Linked DNA regions of Zea mays: region 2 is linked to region 1. The links are chromatin contacts, called in public Hi-C maps. All regions are on one chromosome and are shown on one strand. Each heading gives the region's core, a stretch centred on a gene start, on an enhancer-like site or on the middle of the called end of the contact. The rest is flanking DNA. Distances are from core to core; before and after follow the strand shown. Region 1 has its middle 37 kb from the start of LOC100274364. Region 2 holds the start of LOC100191917 (UDP-glycosyltransferase 72B1).

Region 1 (3,582 bases), core at 481-2,980:
ACAATGTTTCAGGTAGTTGGAGTCGGTATGCCACTGGTCCACATTGCTCAAGAATAGGAAACAGACCAATGTATCGGGGTGCAAGCTTTCCTTTTACCCCGAAACGGGTCACACCCTTCATTGGCAATACTTTCAGGTACACAAAATCTTTGACTTGAAAGTACAAGGGTTGGCATCGTTTGTCTATGCAACTTTTTTGTCGAGCTTGTGCCTCTTTCAAGTTATGTATGATTCGTCGAACCTTTTCCTCCATCTCTTTAACCATGCCAGGCCTGAAAAACCACATTTCTCCTGGTTCAGACCAATTCAAGGGTGTCCGACACCGTCGTCCGTACAGTGCTTCAAATGGTGCCATCTTAATACTTGCTTGATAACTATTATTATACAAAAATTCTGCTAAGGGCAGATAGTCATCCCATTTCTGCGGAAACTCTAGAACACATGCTCGCAACATGTCTTCAAGTATTTGATTTACTCTCTCAGTCTGTCCACTTGTTTGGGGATGATACGCCGAACTGTGGAGCAACTTAGTACCCAGAGATTTGTGGAGTTCTTCCCAAAATTTGGATACAAATTGTGGTCCTCGATCCGACACAATTGTTTTTGGAACCCCGTGCAAACTGAGAATGCGAGCAGTATAAAGTTTCGCATATGTGGCCACTGTATACTTTACTTTGACGGGAAGAAAGTGGGCGATCTTCGTAAGTCGATCAATGATAACCCAGATAGAATCAAAACCTTTAGCTGTTTTGGGCAATCCCACAATAAAATCCATGCTAATATCTTCCCATTTCCAGGCTGGGATAGGTAAAGATTGCAGTGGTCCTGCTGCCTTCATATGTATTGCCTTGACACGCCTACATGTGTCACATCTTGCCACATAGTGTGCAATCTCAATTTTCATTTTTGTCCACCAATAGTGCTGCTTTAAATCTTGATACATCTTAGTACTTCCGGGATGAATGGAATATCGACTAAGATGAGCTTCATCCAAAATTTGTTGGCGGACATCAGTATCTTTAGGCACAACTATGCGATTATTAAACCATACTATGCCTTGATCATCCTTTATAAAGCAATTAGCTTTGTCAGCTTCTATTTTCTCATGAATATGTTTCATACCCTTGTCATTTCTTTAGGCATTAATAATCTTTTACAGAAGAACTGACTCAAGCTTCAATTGAGTCAAAGTTCCATGTTGTATCATTTCCAGGTTTAACTTTTCCATTTCTTGACATAATGTGATGTCAGGGGTCCTCACTGTAAGACAATGGCAGGACGCCTTGCGACTTAGTGCATCTGCCACCACATTGGCCTTTCCTGGGTGATAGTGGATTTCTAATTTATAATCCTTAATCAGCTCAAGCCATCTTCTTTGCCTCATGTTTAGTTCTGACTAGGAAAAAATATACTTCAGACTTTTATGATCTGTATATATATGGTAGATATTTCCCAGCAGATAATGACGTCATATTTTAAGGGCATGAACCACAACAGCTAATCGCCTGGCCATTTCTACTGAACATTTTAAATCTGAAGTCAAAACCAAAATTTAAAGTTAGTTTGAATTCTGAAAAATGAAATTAGAAAAGAAATACAAAACAAAAAATAGAAAAGAAAAAGGAAAGAAGAGGATCGGACCTGGGCCGACCCCCCCCCCCCCAGGCCCATACCTAACCTAGCTCACGGTCCACCGTCACACGCGCACTGATGGATAGGGCCCGCTGACAGTGATCGCGCGCGCCCATGGTGATCATGAAGTGCTAACATATGGGCCCCCTTGTCAGTGTCCATCAGCCATGGCTGCTGTAGATCTTCCTTGCCACGGTGAGTGCGCCTGTAACAAACTCTTCGAGAACCAGGCGGACTCCAGCTGGCTGTTTCAATCGCCTTGCCATGGCCATATATGTGGGAGGGTGCCGCATAATCAGCTTCTCACCCATAGCCACCAAAGACAGGGAGAGGAGTGACCGCCGTCGTGTGAGTTGAAGACACGCGCTGCCATAGAACCTCGATCACGATGCCTTTTGAGGACTGAGTTCGGGTCAGGGTGGTGCACCTTGCCTCGGGGAACGCTTTTCGATCAGCAATCGGGTGCGGGAGGCAACGGATTGCGGACAATTCCTCGTCGGAGGCTGGGCGCCACCACGAATCCACCCCCCTTCGCGGACCAGGCACTGTGTGGCTCGAATTCCAGTAACGATTCCTCCCCGTTGTTCACGTTGCCCAGTAATTTACGAATAGTTACGGGATTAGCAGTTGGGAGTCCTTGGGTGGTGCATTGGCAATGCCAGCGGGTTGCGCCGCCAGGGGTGTGGCTTCCACGCTGTTGTGTTGACAACCAGGTTGGGGGAAGGGTACAATAGCCGTTGATCGAGGGATGGGCGGTGGAGACCAGATCCGGTGTATCCCTTTCACTTCATAGAATATAGGCGGTCGGATTGGGATCGTGCGGTTTGGGGGTTGGGGCAAGCGAGTGCGCCCCGTGGGCCATAGATTTGTGATCCGATGGCTAGAGTGAGTTCTAGGTGGGGTTTTAACCTGGGCGTAGCGCTTCGATCGGATGGCTGTGATCGGCTGATACCCCTTCGTTGTGTTTAGTTTGCATAAGAGCCCCATATGAGTTAGCAAATAAACCCGTCGTCCAGGGGAGTTTTAGAAGCATTACAACTAAGTCCTTTTTCATGCGATTTAGCCCCTGAACCTTCCTGTAATCATGGCCAAAGTCCAGTCAACCGAGAATTCAATGAAATTAAATGCAGAAATCATTTTTAGTGCAAAAATAATGTCCCAATCTTAGGAAATTCATAACTTCATGATTTTAGCTCTGATTTAACCCGTTCCAGTTGCATTAGGTTCGTACAAATATTAACTGCAATCTAGTAACCTTATTTTGTTATGTAACATGTTGTCAAAATCAAACACTTAATTGGTTTAGCCTATGTTTAACTTATCCAAGCACACAAAACTTCGGAAACTCATATATCATTCATTATAACTCTGATTTTAGCCGTTCTCGAACCTACGATCTTGTAGCAACGCATAGATCATTATTATGTATTTTGTGCTCATGTTTGTTGTGATGCTAGTTTCTCCTATACCATGTCTGTTTGTATTGTTGCGAGTAGACGAGCAAGTGGCTGTGGAACCCGGTACTCAGCAGGTGGAAAATACTCTCGTTGAAGGCAAGTTGTGCGCTTGATCACTCTTCTTTACCCAATAATGTTCCAATTTATTACTATGACATGCTCAGGTTAATTTTGATGGGACCTAATAGGTTACCCTAGTTTGGTCTACTTTATACCTTGCTCACAACTAAACTTTTTGTGTAGTATCTGCTATTTCTCTATGTGGTTTTGGGTGTTAAGATGCATATTATTCTTGATCATTCTATTTATTGTCAATGGATTCTTTTCTATTCATTATAAGATTATTATGTTAACTGGAAAGGGGCACAAGGGTGGAATGGGACGCCCTTGGCTGATTAATTAGGAAAGGTAGTGTGAGTTAACCTTTTCTCGAAAAGGGCAAGTGGGGTGGAGGATGCAGGTGTAGGGAGGTCCTTGGGTCAGACTGCCTGTT
Region 2 (3,582 bases), core at 603-3,102, 150 kb after region 1:
GTCAGAATTTCAGTGACTTATAGTTGGTCTCTACAGCCGAATTACATCATATCATCAAACCTTGGCCTTTCAAGGATGGGGATTGGAGTTTATAGGAGAGATACATCCTTCATCATCAAAAGGGTATCAGTTCGGGTTAGTCGCCACATACTACTTTACCAAATAGACTGAAGTCGTTGCTCTAAAGAACATGACACACATAGAGCCATAGAGGTAATTGAGTTTATAACTGAGCATATTATTCATAGATTTGGCATTTCTCAGACTTTGACCATAGACCAGGGGACTTCTATTATGTCAAAGGAGGTACGTGAGTTTGTTGAATCATATAGAATTAAATTGCTCAATTCATCTCCATATTATGCTCGGGCCAATAGACATGCCGAGTCTAGCAATAGGACATTGATTAGCCTAGTAAAAAAGAAGATATCTGATCATCCTAAGCATTGGCATAAGGTCTTGTCTGAAGATTCATGGGCTCATAGAATATCTAAACACTGCGCTACTAAAGTATCTACGTTTGAGCTTGTTTATGGCAGGAACCAGTGTTGCCTGTAGAGGTAAGCCTAAATGCTGTCAGGAGCACCAGGCAAAATGATCTGACTGTCGGTGATTATTATAATTCAATGATGGACAATATTGATGAAGTGACCGACAAAAGAGTGATAGCTCTAGGAGAAATAGAGAAGGACAAGATCATGGTCGCCAAATCTTACAACAAGAAGGTCAAGGCTAAGTCATTCCAGGTAGGAGACCTGGTGTGGAAGACCATCTTTCCTGCTAGCTGAAGGGAGATGAGCGACCGAGATAGCTATAAAAAAGGACAGTTCTCCTTTTTAACTCGTATCTTCTTAGCATTTGGCTAAGATAAAATACAATATCTAGAGTTTAATATCTGGTATGTGGCATATATCTACTTTAATATTAAATTTAATTTTTGGTGAGGGTCTACTTTAATTTTAAATTTATTTTTTGTGGGAATGGTCCATCACACTGGCTTGCCACTGGACCCTCACATGTTGTACCATTGCACTATACCATCAAATATGATTGGCGTGCTGTTGCAATACCCAGACATTGTACTAGTTACATACTCCCTTCGTCCCAAAATATTAGTCGTTTTAGCTCTTAATTTTTATGTCTATGTTCAAATGGATGATAACGAATCTATACACATGTGTAAAAAAATACATTAACTATTGTATGAAACAGTAAAACGAATTAGCTACCCGTGTTTCGATGCAAGTGCTAAAGTTAGCAAATGAATATAGAAAGACATCTATACCCTAATTAATGTGGTGTGGGAGAGAGAGTGTGAGGTAAAAAAAGTAGGAGATGTCTTTTCCTTGTCCCTCACTAATTTTATCTCACTTTAGCACACCTTAAAGAAACTAAACTGCTAATAAATACTAAAGTTTAGCATTTTATTTTTAGCTTGTTTCAGCATTTCTATTTAATATCTAAGTGCTAAAGTTTAGCAACAAATATATTGTTAGACTTTGGCACCGCCTAATTGTCCAATTGAGTGGCAATGGTTCTATGCGTGCCCAACGTGGTAACACCTCACTACATAGAATATAGAATATAGAATATAGAATATAGAATATAGGTGCCCTTCAATTATTGTGCGCGTGACCGAATTTGTTTGTAGAGATCAAATTTGCCACGCATTCCAAAGAACCCTAGTGCATTGGAAGTCATGCATCTGTCCAAAATCCAAATACTAAAGAAGTTGGTTGGTGGTATACGGAGTACTGGCAAAGTCGCATCAGTCACCAACACTAATCACACTTTACTAGCCACACCAACGTATCAGCTCCACCCCTTCGGCCACACAACCCAGGTGATCGACCATGTCCTCGCCGGCACCATCATCGGCCTCCAGGTCCAGCCACGGCTCACGAGGCTCCCCGCGCATCGTCCTCTTCCCGAGTGCTGGCATGGGCCACCTGGTCCCGTTCACCCGCCTCGCCGTCGCGCTTTCCGCCGGCCACGGTTGCGAGATCTCCCTCCTGACGGCGCTGCCCACAGTTTCGTCCGCGGAGTCCCGCCACATCGCCGCGCTCTACGCTGCGTTCCCCGCCATCCGGCAGCTGGACCTCCGCTTTGCCCCTTTCGACGCGTCGTCCGAATTCCCCGGCGCCGATCCATTCTACCTCCGCTACGAGGCCCTGCGCCGCTGCGCGCCCTCGCTCCTCGGCCCGCTCCTCGCTGGCGCAGGCGCGTCGGCTCTCGTCGTGGACATGGCGCTGGCCTCCGTGGCCATACCCGTAGCCAGGGAGCTCCACGTCCCGTGCTTCGTCTTCTTCACCGCGTCGGCCACGATGCTCTCATTCAAAGCCTACTTTCCCACCTACCTCGACGACGTCGGTGCCGGACATGGCGTTGGCGATGTTGACGTGCCCGGCGTGTACCGCATCCCAAGTTCGTCCGTCCCACAGGCGCTGCATGATCCCGACAACATCTTCACCCGGCAGTTCGTCGCGAATGGACGGGCGCTCGCGACAGCCGACGGCCTCCTGGTCAACGCCTTCCACGCCATGGAGCCGGAGGCCGTCGAGGCACTACAGGGTCGCTTCGTGCTCTCCGTTCTGCCGCCCGTGTTCGCCGTGGGGCCGCTTATGCCGGTGAACGACCTCCGGGAGACAGGGGAGGCAGCGCAAAAACAGGGGAACTATAGGGCGTGGCTGGACGAGCAGCCGCCGCGGTCTGTGGTGTATGTCAGCTTTGGCAGCCGCAAGGCTCTCCCCAAGGACCAGATCAAGGAGCTCGCCGCCGGACTAGAAGCGTGTGGCCACCGCTTCTTGTGGGTTGTGAAGGGCGCTGTCGTGGACAGGGATGACGCTGGGGAGCTCAGCGAACTGCTTGGCGAGGCCTTCCTGCGGCGCGTGCATGGCCGTGGCCTGGTGACCAAGTCGTGGGTGGAGCAAGAGGAGGTGCTCAGGCACCCGGCCGTGGCGCTGTTCGTCAGCCACTGCGGATGGAACTCGGTGACGGAGGCAGTGAGCAGCGGCGTGCCGGTGCTGGCGTGGCCAAGGTTCGCGGACCAGCGAGTGAACGCCCGCGTGGTGGTCCGTTGCGGGCTCGGCGTGTGGGCTGATCAGTGGAGCTGGGAGGGGGAAGAGGCGCTGGTGAGAGCGGAGGAGATCACAGCGCTGGTGATGGAGGCTATGGAAGATGACGCGATGGCAGTGAAAGCGGCGAATGTCCGCGAGGCTGCGTCGAGAGCCGTTGTGGACGGCGGCACGAGCTACCGAAGCCTGGCGGCGTTCGTGCGTCGTTGCACCGCATGAAGTTATATAAAAATTACTTATATAACTTAACTTCACGGTCTATAAACTTTTAAAATATGCCTATTCAGAACATATTCTATGTTCAGAACTTTAGATCTTTCTTAAATACAAACCGTAAGAAAGAGAATAGGAAGAACTGTTCTCGCTATGTACTTTATGACGTCGAGTACAAATATATATAGATTACAACCAAATATCATGCAAGTCTGATCCCGAAAAGATGGCCACGATGTCTCCTGTGATTCTAAAATGATGAGTTACGAAGTGGCATGGAGACTCGGACAGAAAC

Evidence for each region. Hi-C and Micro-C count contacts between places; a contact is called where the count stands out from the background.
Region 2: a contact with region 1 is called in a Hi-C map of endosperm, with 2.3 times the contacts expected there. The contact joins the promoter of LOC100191917 here to the enhancer-like site in region 1. A contact is called at or near these places in 2 of 25 Hi-C or Micro-C datasets (endosperm and leaf).

What each region holds. Positions count from the first base shown.
Region 1 is chr9:41,002,656-41,006,237 of Zm-B73-REFERENCE-NAM-5.0, forward strand. No RefSeq gene overlaps it. Among protein-coding and RNA genes, the nearest start is that of LOC100274364, 37 kb to the left of the region's middle. Within about 2 kb of position 1,731, at least 19 of the 20 cell types and tissues checked have an H3K27ac peak or open chromatin away from gene starts, as enhancers often do. A contact at or near this core is called in endosperm and leaf, where this site is marked.
Region 2 is chr9:41,150,223-41,153,804 of Zm-B73-REFERENCE-NAM-5.0, forward strand. LOC100191917 (UDP-glycosyltransferase 72B1) reads left to right here and starts at 1,853. Exons shown (of 1, transcript NM_001137341.1): 1 at 1,853-3,495. The coding sequence starts at 1,854. The coding sequence ends at 3,293.